Regions from separate parts of the Sus scrofa genome. Here regions 1, 3 and 4 are each linked to region 2. A link is a contact called in public HiChIP or PLAC-seq data. All regions are on one chromosome and are shown on one strand. Each heading gives the region's core, a stretch centred on a gene start, on an enhancer-like site or on the middle of the called end of the contact. The rest is flanking DNA. Distances are from core to core; before and after follow the strand shown.

Region 1 (2,700 bases), core at 44-2,543, 200 kb after region 2:
AATGGGAGACACCAACCTGAACAGAACATCCTTCTTATCACTTGAGGGTGGGGAGGGGTGGGGGTGGGGAGGGTGCCTTTCCCTAATCAATACAGCCCCTGAGCTGCAGACACTGTTGAATTCCTTTTATATTTTCCTCCTCATTCAGAAACAGCTCACATTCAGCAAGACTTTTCTGTCTTAAACTTTTTTTTTTTTTTTTTTTTTTAAATCCGAGCAATCACAAGCTATATTCTGTGGAAGACAAAATAACTTTGGAGGCGTAAATCTTAATGTCAATGACAGGAAGGCTTTGGTGAACCATTACCATAAATCTGACAAACGCTAATTTGATGGGTGGCTGTATCTGTCTGCTGCACGGCCAGTCTAGACAGTCTATTGAGAAATCCTAAAACACAACTGTTTGTTCCCTGTAACACCATCTGGATATGGCAATAAGCGCCGACCCAGCGCCATTCACACATGGATCAAAGCACATGCTAATGCTATCATGAAGTCATACACATAAAAAATTCAATCTGAGAACTCGAAGCAATTTTCCTAAGTCTTCAATGAAGAAACCCCAGACTTAGTGCGACTCAAGCTAAGTGCATGGCGGGGGGAGAGGGGGGGAAAAAAGGAACCGAATATTTAATGAGCTTGGGCGTCCAGAGGAATGTTAGGCCACCCATTGTATTGGAAAAGGCTCATGTCACACTTCAGTCATGGTACCCGTCAGGGTGCCCCTTTACAAAAATTGATCTGAGGACCTTTGTAATTACCTGTTTCAGCCGGGGAGGCGGGTGGGCAGAGCAGATTCAGGACGAGAAATAAAAGAAGGGATCCAAGGTGTAAATCTCACATTATATTTATTAGTCTGAGCTGGCAGAAATTTTCAATATCGCACACAATATTAAAAACCTTTCTCGTTAAACAGCACTGTGGCATTAGATCAAAGAATCAAGGGCCTCCTATTGAACTCCTTTAAATATTACAAACATAAGAGCAAGTCTGGCTGTGCATAAAATAGAAACAAAGCCAACTTTTTTGTCCACTCTTATCCTATAGCTGGCTGGAGAGAAACGGGGCTTGAAAAATCTCCATCGCAAGTGGAGGGGGATGCCTCTCGAGGTAATTAACAAGGCAGAAATGAGCTGGGTCTGGTCTTCCTGAATTCTCTTCCACAGGAAATTTTCCCTCAATATGTTACCCCTTCAAAACTTTAAGCTACTCTATCAAAATGTATCACTCAACAGCACCGCTTCAGTTGCAAACCATCCCGGCACTGCTTAATCCCCGCCACCCTGTGAGCCAAATTTCCCTGGGAGATGGGAAACTGCCTCCACCCGGAGTTTCACTCCACTGTGTACTCCTACGAGCAACTGATTTATTTGCTTCTCGGCTGGCTCGTGTCTGATGGAAGAACGTGACTAAAACCATCTTATGAATCTGTTATTACTACCTTCATCTGTTTGCCGGGAGACGCTAAATATGTTATGTCTCCAATGTTCACATACTTTAGCAGAAGCTACACACAATTTCCAACCAACATGTTTTATTTTACAGCAGTTATGGTAGTTGTTTCTACATCGTGTGTGTATGTATGTTGTGTGTGTGTACACACACACACACGCACACCCCGTAAATGAATCTTTAAAATCTACTCATCGTGCCATGGGCTTAAAAAGATCCTAACAAAACCTGGCAGGAATTACATACCATCACTAGGCGCTCCGGCTATCACAGGTTGTGGCTCATGGGGCAAATTTCCCGTTTATGTGGTCGTTAAGACCACTGGTATAGCCACATAAACTAAGCAGAAAATGAGAAGGGAAACAGAACACTGAGACTCAGCAGCATGCAGATGTTTTCTTTCTACTCTACCTGCTAAAGCCTTTAACGGTAATAGAGAATAAAACATCACATTCCAGTTTTTTTAATGTCTTGAAGCCAAACAAACAAAAAACAAAAATACCCAAGCCAGACTAGTCTATAATCATTCGTTTCATAATTCTAGATACAAATTCAGTTAAAGAGACAAAGAGTGAGAGAAAATGCAAGATAAACAGCTAAGCCCTCATTTTCTTAAAATTTAGTTTGGTTTGAAATGAAGACTTCTCCCAAAGTAATTCACGAAACAAAATATATTTATCTTCTTCTCAACTGGAGTATTAGTAACATAATGCTTTTGCTTCTTAAAAAGAAAATCTACCACAGTATGAGTTCTTTCCTAAAAATCTCTTAAAATTTTAAAAATTCAGGAAATATAATAATGGCTAATCAGCTGTGCAAGTCTCCATTTATATAACTATATATTGTTATTTTCTATTCAACCTGAAGTAGAAAAATTATTAAAATGTAATCTGGAACACAAAGAAAAATGGAACAGCAGCTTAGTTTTCTGCACTGCATGTTTCCCCTGAGGGATCTGCAAAAAACCTTAAATGAGACGATAACCCACCCTTCCCCAAAGAAAGCCTTATTCCCTGAACTTCCCAATAAATAAAAAACTGTCAAGACATTAGCTATTTTGGTCTATGAGTTAGTTAATATACACCAAGATACCTTAACAGGATTCAAAAGCATTTCATTTGCAAGGCATATGTGTAGACCCATAGAAATAAAAAAGAAATACCATGTACACACATGCACATCTCAGATGATCCACCATAATTATCAGATGTTATCCTAGATAAAATTCAGGAGAAAAAGAACTGTGAA
Region 2 (2,700 bases), core at 11-2,510:
GACACACCTATGGCACACGAAAGTTCCTGGGCTGGGGACTGAATCTGAGCCTTAGCTTGTACTGAAGTCACAGCTGTGGCCATGCTGAATCCTTAACCTGCTGCAACACAGCAGGAACTTCTCGAAATTCTTAATTTCTTAATTTTACCTTTGAACTTGTGTTTCGTGCATGAAGTGTGATGGAGCAATGGATCAAGTGCATGAACTGGGGAGATACTTGGAAGAAAGGAAAAAGCTTTAGTACTTTTAAAAGGACTTATTTGGTTCACTTTTTGAACAAAGGGATCTGCCTTTCCACTGGGCCCTGCAAATTATGCAAATTACGGTCCGGCCTATCACCTTTTGCTCCCACATGGGTTTTGTGTGTCTGGGCCTTCCACTCAGCACTCCACCCTCCCCATTATGCATTTCTTTGCACTGTGGACCTTAACAAGTCATTTGCACCTTTGAGGGGAGAGCCTCTATCTTTTTCATCTCTGTATCACAAGCTCCTCCTATCCAAGGACCTAATATGGTGCTAAGGACACTGAAGGTACTTGATTTTTTCTTTCTTTTTTTTTTTTTTTTTTTTTGGCCGTGCCTGAGGCATGTGGAAGTTTCCAGGCCAGGGATCAAACCTGAGCAGCTGCAGTGACAATGCAGGATTCTTAACATGTGGCACCACAAGAGAACTCCTGAGGTACTTGATTCTTATTTGTAAAGTCAACACACCAACCCAATTAGATAATTCTTAACTTTTCCATGACGACACAACTACATGTTGTCTAAATTATAAAATCTATGTGGTTCCCAGAACGTACCAACCTCCTCTTTCTATGAAAGGCTACAAAAATAATGACTTCGCCCTTATTTGCTTGTAAGAAAAAATGCTTCGTATTAATAAGGCAATGATAAGTGGCAGGGTATTAGGTTTGTTTTTAAGGGCTTTACCTCCTTTCAACTTTTTGTTAAATCTGAGCATCAAAGCATTTTTTGAAAGTTTACTGTTTCAGCATCTAAGATTCCAAAACATGGCAACTGACTTTTCCTAAGGGTTGAATGCTGCAATGCTTAATTTGAGACAACAAATGGCTGAGGGAACATCCCCAAATGCTTATCTCTCAGGGGGAGCAAATGTAACTACCAGCCTCTGGCGGTCCAGAGGCAAGGAACGGAGGTCAAGTTTCCAGCTCAGATTCCTAGCACTGTTACACCTTGTACTATTGCTGGATTCTCATGCTGGCTCATTTAAGGCTCTTTATAAGGATATGATTTATATCCTATGATTCAAGTTCATTACAGATAACTATACCCAAGATAGCTCCTACCACAAGGAGCAAACAACTCATATACTCACAGTTTCCGTGGCTGGAGTCACTGGATGATAACAAGTCACTTATATGAAAAATATGAATTAAATTGGTTAAGTGTCTTGCAAGACTCCAGGTTTAACAATTTTCTTTTTCCCATTTTGGCAAGCAGAGAGATAAAGAATTCAGAAATGTGTCCTTGGCTACTAAAAGGGGAGGGAGATCCAGGACACACATGGAATACAGCAAAAGCCAATTTAATAATGATGTCCTTTATTCAAAGATGAAGGGGAGACATCAGTTGTCCTCTAAATACTAATGGAAGGACATACAACCGAAAAGCAATGATTGAGGGGCAAAGGAAGTGAAGTAGGAAGAATAACAGCAGAGGTATTTGGTATTCAAAACAGTGGGAAATTGACAAGATGAATTTGAATTTGGGGAGGTGTCATAAGGGTAATAAGAGTCTCAGTTACAACATTTTCATTAGTGTCAAATAAGAAGCTGTTGATGTTTAACATTAGTTATAATAATCTAAGAAGGACTAAATGTACACTGTGTTGAGATATTTTAGGCAGAGTAATCAAGACACGGGGAGCATACTTTATTCACACTGTGACTAAACCCAGCACCATTGCCAAAAAATTGGATTTGGAACAAATTTTGGAATAAAAACTACTCATCTGTTTTGCAAAAAGAAATCAGAAGCACATCAGCGTAATCAGTAATTTTAAACTTGCCTATTAAGTCAGGACACTGATCACTAACAGATGCATATATTTGCAAATTTCTTCAACAAAGTTGACAAGCTCTGCATCACAGGTCTCTTCTTGTGGTTCTGGAATATATGTTTCCGAGTTTCTAATTATGCTCTTACTCAATGATTCTGGGTATCTTTCTCAGTTTTAACTAACTGGTCAGATACTGCTTTGTAAGAGACCAAAGAGAGGTCTTCAATCAGGCCTCCGATAGTCGTTTTCTGGGCTCAACGTAAACTGAACATATTGGACTGGCACTAAAAGGAGTCAAGGGAAATGCCCTGTTTCTGGAACAGACTTAATCTGTAAAAACTCTGGGTTTCTACCTGAAGCACTCTGACAGAAGGCATGGGTTTGAATGGGCAAATGAGCTCCAGGTAACTCAGGATGCAGTTCGTTCCTTTTGGAAGTTACGAATGCAAAGCCCCATGGTGGCAGGGGAGAGGGGTGGGTGGGATGTATGATTTTCATAATTGAAGACTTATGGGAGCAGAAGAAGGGAATAACTATACATAACTGAATGAAGCTGAATGAATATCTCTGCGCTTCAAATTCTAGAAAAACGCACCTAGGAGATGGCCACACCATAGTCACCTACATGTCCCAACCCCCACCATCATTAAATTGGTCATGTGCATGAGTCTGATATTTCA
Region 3 (2,746 bases), core at 75-2,574, 130 kb after region 2:
TACCATTGCTCTTGTGTCTTGAGGCATGATTTGGCAAATTTCCCTGTGGCTTAGAACTATGGATATATTTTATACCACAATACAACAAACCCTTAAGATTATGTTGGGCTTTTCAACTCTTCATGACTTTACAGTCTGGGATTGTAAAATCAGTAACAGTACTGATTACAAAATAGAATTAGGATTATATAGAAAGACAAACAAGACATCACAGAGGAAAACTCAGTCTAGGGACAGAGGGGATAAAAGTCAAAAAAGTGACAATGGGCTTGGTTTATCGATGGGACAAAACTGCACCAAGTTCTCTGTCACCTCCATCACCGGCATTTCATCTGTTCCTTTTTCTGGACTGTCTTTCTTTGATGTCTTCTTATACTCAGTCCTGATGTAGTCCTTCCCAAACTAGACTGTAATGCTTCTTAAAGAGCACAGTGATAGCAACTTTGTTTGGTAACTATTGGTAATTTGCTATTTTATGGATGTATAGTCTGCCTCAAACTACGCACATAAAAAGAAAACTTTGAGATTTATTAAAATGTCTACCTACAAAAAACAAAAATAATTGAGGAAGTCAGGGTTACAGTAAAATAGAGAAAATAATACATTGTAGTTCTTCACAGCTGTTAGAGACTGGTTCTGTGGTTCCCAGAGCTTGAAGCAGGTAGAAACTAAGTTTTTACATGAAAAACAAACTAGTTATGTTACACCAAAGAGAACAGTTATCAGCATCCTCAGCAGCTAGAAAAGAAAGCAGCGCTGGAGAAGTTAAAACCCTCACCCAATGTTCCCTGGCTTGTTTTGTTAGAAGAAAATACTGGTCTCTTGATTTGCAATGCTGTTGCTGCAATATCACACTGAAACCAAATACACAATGAAAATTAGTTGCTATTACGGCAACCCTTGGGAGAAACAGAAATACCTATTCCCCTGTGAGGGATAAGTAGTTAAGAACCCAACACAAATGTTCTGTGAGGAAATGTGTAGAGTTAGAAGATATGCAATGACCTGATTGCCCCAAAACAGCAAAGAGTGGTTGAGGCAGCAACCTCAGAGGCACACGAGATTCCTATTGCCAAGGGGACTGGGAGGTTTAAAAGACTGGGAAGCTAGTTTCTAGAACATTCTATATATGCATAGTTTTAGAAGCAGCAAATCGTTAAGTGCTATATTCAACTATGACTGGGAACACAGATTTAAAAAAATTTCCTAGGGCACGTCTCCAGAAGAAAACAAAAATTAAGGTCAGGTCTACATCAGCCAGTAACAGACTTCTGGGCCCCTAGATTCATTTATTTGGCTCTGCTGACTGTTTGGCTCAGTTTTCCCTTAGCAAGTGTAAAAAACGCTTGAACACCACCACCCTGGGATCCTGTTCAACCAAATCAGATAGCTGTGGCCTTTTAACTCACATCCAAGTGACTTGGCTTTCTACCAGTATCATTTCCCCTAGTAGAACCTAAGCCTAAGTGAGAAAGTACACAGCTCAGAGAGCCAGGAGTTAACTGGCTGTTCCCATTCCAGAAAGGTCTGGTTCTCTTCCTAGATAAGGAAACAATACTATATCAAGAAATTTCAATCATTCAATATCACATATCACACTGGATCCACGGCTATAAAAAGAGAATTAGTGGGAATACCACTGTCTATTCTTAAAGCATCTCTCTTGAGGCACTTTAGGCAATTTAACTTTTCTTTTCCTGCCCAATCCCTTGGGAAATAAATAGTGATGATTTATTAAAACTTACATTTTACAGATAAGAAAACAACAACAAGAAGTTCAAATGCAGAGGGGGACAGAGTATCTGGAGGCTACACTCTATTTGCTGAACCACATTTCTTCCTTATAAATTATGTAACAGATAACAAAATGTGCACATTTACTCATATGGAGCTGATGGTAATTAGCTCATATAATGGTCCTAAGATATTCTGAGGATCTGGCCATACTTGGGTCCCCATTCTGTGCTGTCATGTTCCTTTGCCAGGATCATGGTTTCTTGCCTTATCTTCCATAGAAACTCTTATTTGGAGATGTCTAAAACAGCTTTTGCATGGCAATTTGCTTTCTCCTATACCAGCAAAAAAAAAATCTAGGCAGCTTCACTTGTCCCTTGAAACAGTGTGGCCACAGTAACTTCTTCAAGTTTGTATGCCTCTACTGATTCTTTTTCTAATATACAACCAATTTATTGGTTTATATTGTCTTGCTTCCTCCTTTGTTGTACAGCATGACCCTCAGAGCTAGTGCATACATTAAATCCATAGGTTATTTAGTTGCATTTTTTTTAATAGGAGGTGGCAGTAGGCACATAGAGGCAACAATATAATATACATAGGACTGTCAAGATAAAGATTAAAGAGCTACTATTCCCTCCCAAATAAGTTTTAATAAACCAGTCTAAAAGAAGAGCATTTTATTTTGGTCAAAGGCACCAAATGGCCTGGGTACAAAAAAGCAGAAATTAAAAGACGCAGACAGCAGTGCCCCCTGGGTTGCCTGTTAAGAAGTTTGTCCTGTACCGTTTCTGGAGAAATTAAGAAATGCAAATAACCTGGACTGATTAACAGCACCCACAGATAACTAGCAGGATACAAAGAGACAGCACCTTTCACTATGAGGAAGCGTATTCCTCCAGGCAAACAAAGAAACAGGACAGAGTCAACATCTGTTTCATATAACAGCTTGGCTGCTGAAAGAAGCAACCTTTAAAAAATGGCTTAGCTGACAATCCTCAAAAATCATTCA
Region 4 (2,700 bases), core at 95-2,594, 180 kb after region 2:
ACCCTTCACAACTGTACTGGATTACTTCCTAACCTCTCATCAGATTGAGGTTAATGAAATTCTATATTCTAGCCATCCTTTTCTTGAATGGAAAAAAAAAAAACACATATTCTTTAAAATCACATCCTATTGGTTTTGGCACATCTTATACTTTTATCTTACTCTCACCAAGTTCGGCCTTACTCTAGAATTACAAAACCAAGTTCACACCAGTGATGGGAGGCGGGAGGGAGGCTAGGCAGAGTTCCAGAGTCGTCCAACCTTTGAAGTTGGGCACAAAAGGAGAAACCAACCAGTCTAGTGCAGAAAAAACTAGGAAACATAATATAATGGAAATCAAGAAAAAGTTAAGTATTTCTAGAGGGAAGAGGTCATCAACTAAGATAAACGCTTTTAAGTATAAGTAGTTACGTAAGATCAGATCACACAGATAACCACTGTTTTGGGAAACGCAGAGGATGCTGGTAATCCTGGCAAGCACAATGTAAAGGAGTGGTGGAGATGGAAATCCAGGGTACCTACTTATGTCCGACAACCTCTTCACTTGACACATTTCCCCTCGGCCGTGCCTCCATTCCCATTGCTTCGACTGTATTCATTTCTCAATCCCACGTCCAGCTTCGTCCGCTTTCTGGAGAACCCAACCGGTGTGTCTGCACTTCTTGTAGACATCTATACCCTAGATATCTCTGAGGTACTCCACTAACAAAAACCCAAGTTCACTGCCAATCCTCCCACCCATCTGTCCCTCCTTCCTATAGTTCCCACTTTAGTAAATGTTATCATCCAACCCATCATTCAGAGCTAAAAAACCTCTTAACATCCTCAATTCTTTCTCTCTCGCACTGCCTACAATTCATAAAGGCCCCCTATTTGTGTAGATTCTACCTCTTAAATAGTTCTACTCTCTTCGTAAAATAGCTATCAATATTTCAATATAGTATCTTATGCATACATACACTCCATACCTATCGTTTTATAATAAAGCCAATATTTCTCGGAAGAAGCATGACTACTTCAATGTAAATACTGTACCTAGAACATCACGGGTGCTCGATCAGATTTTCTGTTGATTCAAGGAGCTCATGTGGCCCTTTTATAAATTACTCAGATTTATGTTTAACAAACCAATTTTCTCAATTTAATAACCATGACTGAATTTTTTTTAAAAAAGACAAACTGGATACTTTGGAGCTGAGCTATTACAGATGATAATAACACCACATTTATTATTTGGAAGATAATAAAAAGAGCCCAAAATAGAAAGTACCATCTGGATGTGAGTGTCCCCGGGAGGCTCTGGTTGTCCCAGCTGCCACTCACTGGGATTATTCCCTCTGACTAGTGCTTTCCCTCCTTGTTCACTTAACCTTCTTGAACAACCTACTTCCCCTTCAGAACTTACTCTACATTGTCTAAACACCAGAAGTCCAGTGAAAGAACCTGAGCATTGCTAACAGCAGAGACCTGGACCCAACGGCGTGTTCATCTTGAGTAACAAGTGGCTCTACGTCACCCTGGAAGAACATTGGCAAGGCTAAGTGATAGTGCAAGCTTAACACTCTCGGCTCCTCATGTCTCCTGCAATTTTCTGAGATCCAGCAACACAATCTCAACCTTGATAACCTCCACAGGACCTTACCAGGAGAGAAAAGACCTCAAGAACTATTCTGGCCCCGAAATGTTTTTGAATCAAGTTAGAGAAAGTTATGAAACTCACAGTTGTCATACTTGAGTTGCATCCAGAAATACAACTCAAATGAAGCATGTAGCCTAGATGGTTGATGGTTTTCAGCTGGATGTACTTTCCAGCCACCTAAAATAAAAAATCTCTAATCTCATCCTAATACAAATCTTTGACCTGGGGGGGAAAAAAGCACTATATACCTTCTACATACCTTTCTGGCAAAGTGAGAAGAAGGGGTAGGTAACAGAAAACAGAATGACTTTACATGGTTTTGTACTTTTAAGCAATGATATTTATAAACACTATCTGAAAGGCCAAAACCTGGAAAGAATCTATTTTAGCATATCTGATCCACCATACACACCAACGGAATCATCTTTTATCTAGCGCATTCCACAGAAGCTATTTCTTTTAGCTGAACAAACTTCCCAAGAGGACATCTAGTCAAGCTGTTTAGAATCCCAAAGGGCTGGGTCTTGAGACTGGGGTGTGTCACACAGAGTAGGGTGTACCAGTCTCTACAAGTGGGTCAAATGCTATGGAGACCCAGCTGGTTTATTTACTCACAAAGTAAATCCACCCTCTTTTTGTTCAAGAGGCAGTATCATTCTCAATTTTCAAGGCTCAAGTTCCACTAACACTAAATCCTCCTGCCCTGTCTAGACTCACATCACAGACTCTCACAGTATTTAGTTCATGTTGCTAATGTTCTACTTACTCCATTGAATCAGAGCCAAAATGTATACTGATTGTCTCCCCGGCTCCCCACTACATATATGGCTTAACTTTAAGTCATTCTTTATTCAACTTTACAGCATGATGTCTGACACACAGTATGTTTGTGAAATGTGTAAATCAACAGATAAAAAGCAGTTGTGGCTGGTCTCAAGCAAACTGAAGAGATACATTTAAATAGTTCAGAATCAAGATTAGACCAGATTAATGGAAAATAAACATTTTGGTCTCATTTTTTGAGATAGGTTCTCTATTCGGTTACCCATATTCTAATCAAT

The links. HiChIP or PLAC-seq counts read pairs in DNA pulled down with a chosen protein or histone mark.
Region 1: an H3K27ac HiChIP or PLAC-seq map of skeletal muscle shows a contact between it and region 2. The contact joins two enhancer-like sites. A contact is called at or near these places in 7 of 47 Hi-C or Micro-C datasets (embryonic fibroblasts, epiblast stem cells, fetal liver and 2 more) and 1 of 2 datasets of contacts at active chromatin or transcription factors (skeletal muscle).
Region 3: a contact with region 2 is called in an H3K27ac HiChIP or PLAC-seq map of skeletal muscle. The contact joins two enhancer-like sites. A contact is called at or near these places in 1 of 47 Hi-C or Micro-C datasets (skeletal muscle) and 1 of 2 datasets of contacts at active chromatin or transcription factors (skeletal muscle).
Region 4: a contact with region 2 is called in an H3K27ac HiChIP or PLAC-seq map of skeletal muscle. The contact joins two enhancer-like sites. A contact is called at or near these places in 2 of 47 Hi-C or Micro-C datasets (skeletal muscle and subcutaneous adipose tissue) and 1 of 2 datasets of contacts at active chromatin or transcription factors (skeletal muscle).

Annotation. Positions count from the first base shown.
Region 1 is chr16:33,453,323-33,456,022 of Sscrofa11.1, forward strand. All of the region lies in intron 1 of ARL15 (ADP-ribosylation factor-like protein 15), which reads right to left. Among named protein-coding and RNA genes, the nearest start is that of ARL15, 120 kb to the right of the region's middle. Within about 2 kb of position 1,294, at least 6 of the 83 cell types and tissues checked have an H3K27ac peak or open chromatin away from gene starts, as enhancers often do. A contact at or near this core is called in skeletal muscle, where this site is marked.
Region 2 is chr16:33,249,756-33,252,455 of Sscrofa11.1, forward strand. The region is part of intron 4 of ARL15 (ADP-ribosylation factor-like protein 15); the gene reads right to left. Among named protein-coding and RNA genes, the nearest start is that of ARL15, 320 kb to the right of the region's middle. Within about 2 kb of position 1,261, at least 3 of the 83 cell types and tissues checked have an H3K27ac peak or open chromatin away from gene starts, as enhancers often do. A contact at or near this core is called in skeletal muscle, where this site is marked.
Region 3 is chr16:33,383,492-33,386,237 of Sscrofa11.1, forward strand. All of the region lies in intron 3 of ARL15 (ADP-ribosylation factor-like protein 15), which reads right to left. Among named protein-coding and RNA genes, the nearest start is that of ARL15, 190 kb to the right of the region's middle. Within about 2 kb of position 1,325, at least 5 of the 83 cell types and tissues checked have an H3K27ac peak or open chromatin away from gene starts, as enhancers often do. A contact at or near this core is called in skeletal muscle, where this site is marked.
Region 4 is chr16:33,429,192-33,431,891 of Sscrofa11.1, forward strand. All of the region lies in intron 1 of ARL15 (ADP-ribosylation factor-like protein 15), which reads right to left. Among named protein-coding and RNA genes, the nearest start is that of ARL15, 150 kb to the right of the region's middle. Within about 2 kb of position 1,345, at least 3 of the 83 cell types and tissues checked have an H3K27ac peak or open chromatin away from gene starts, as enhancers often do. A contact at or near this core is called in skeletal muscle, where this site is marked.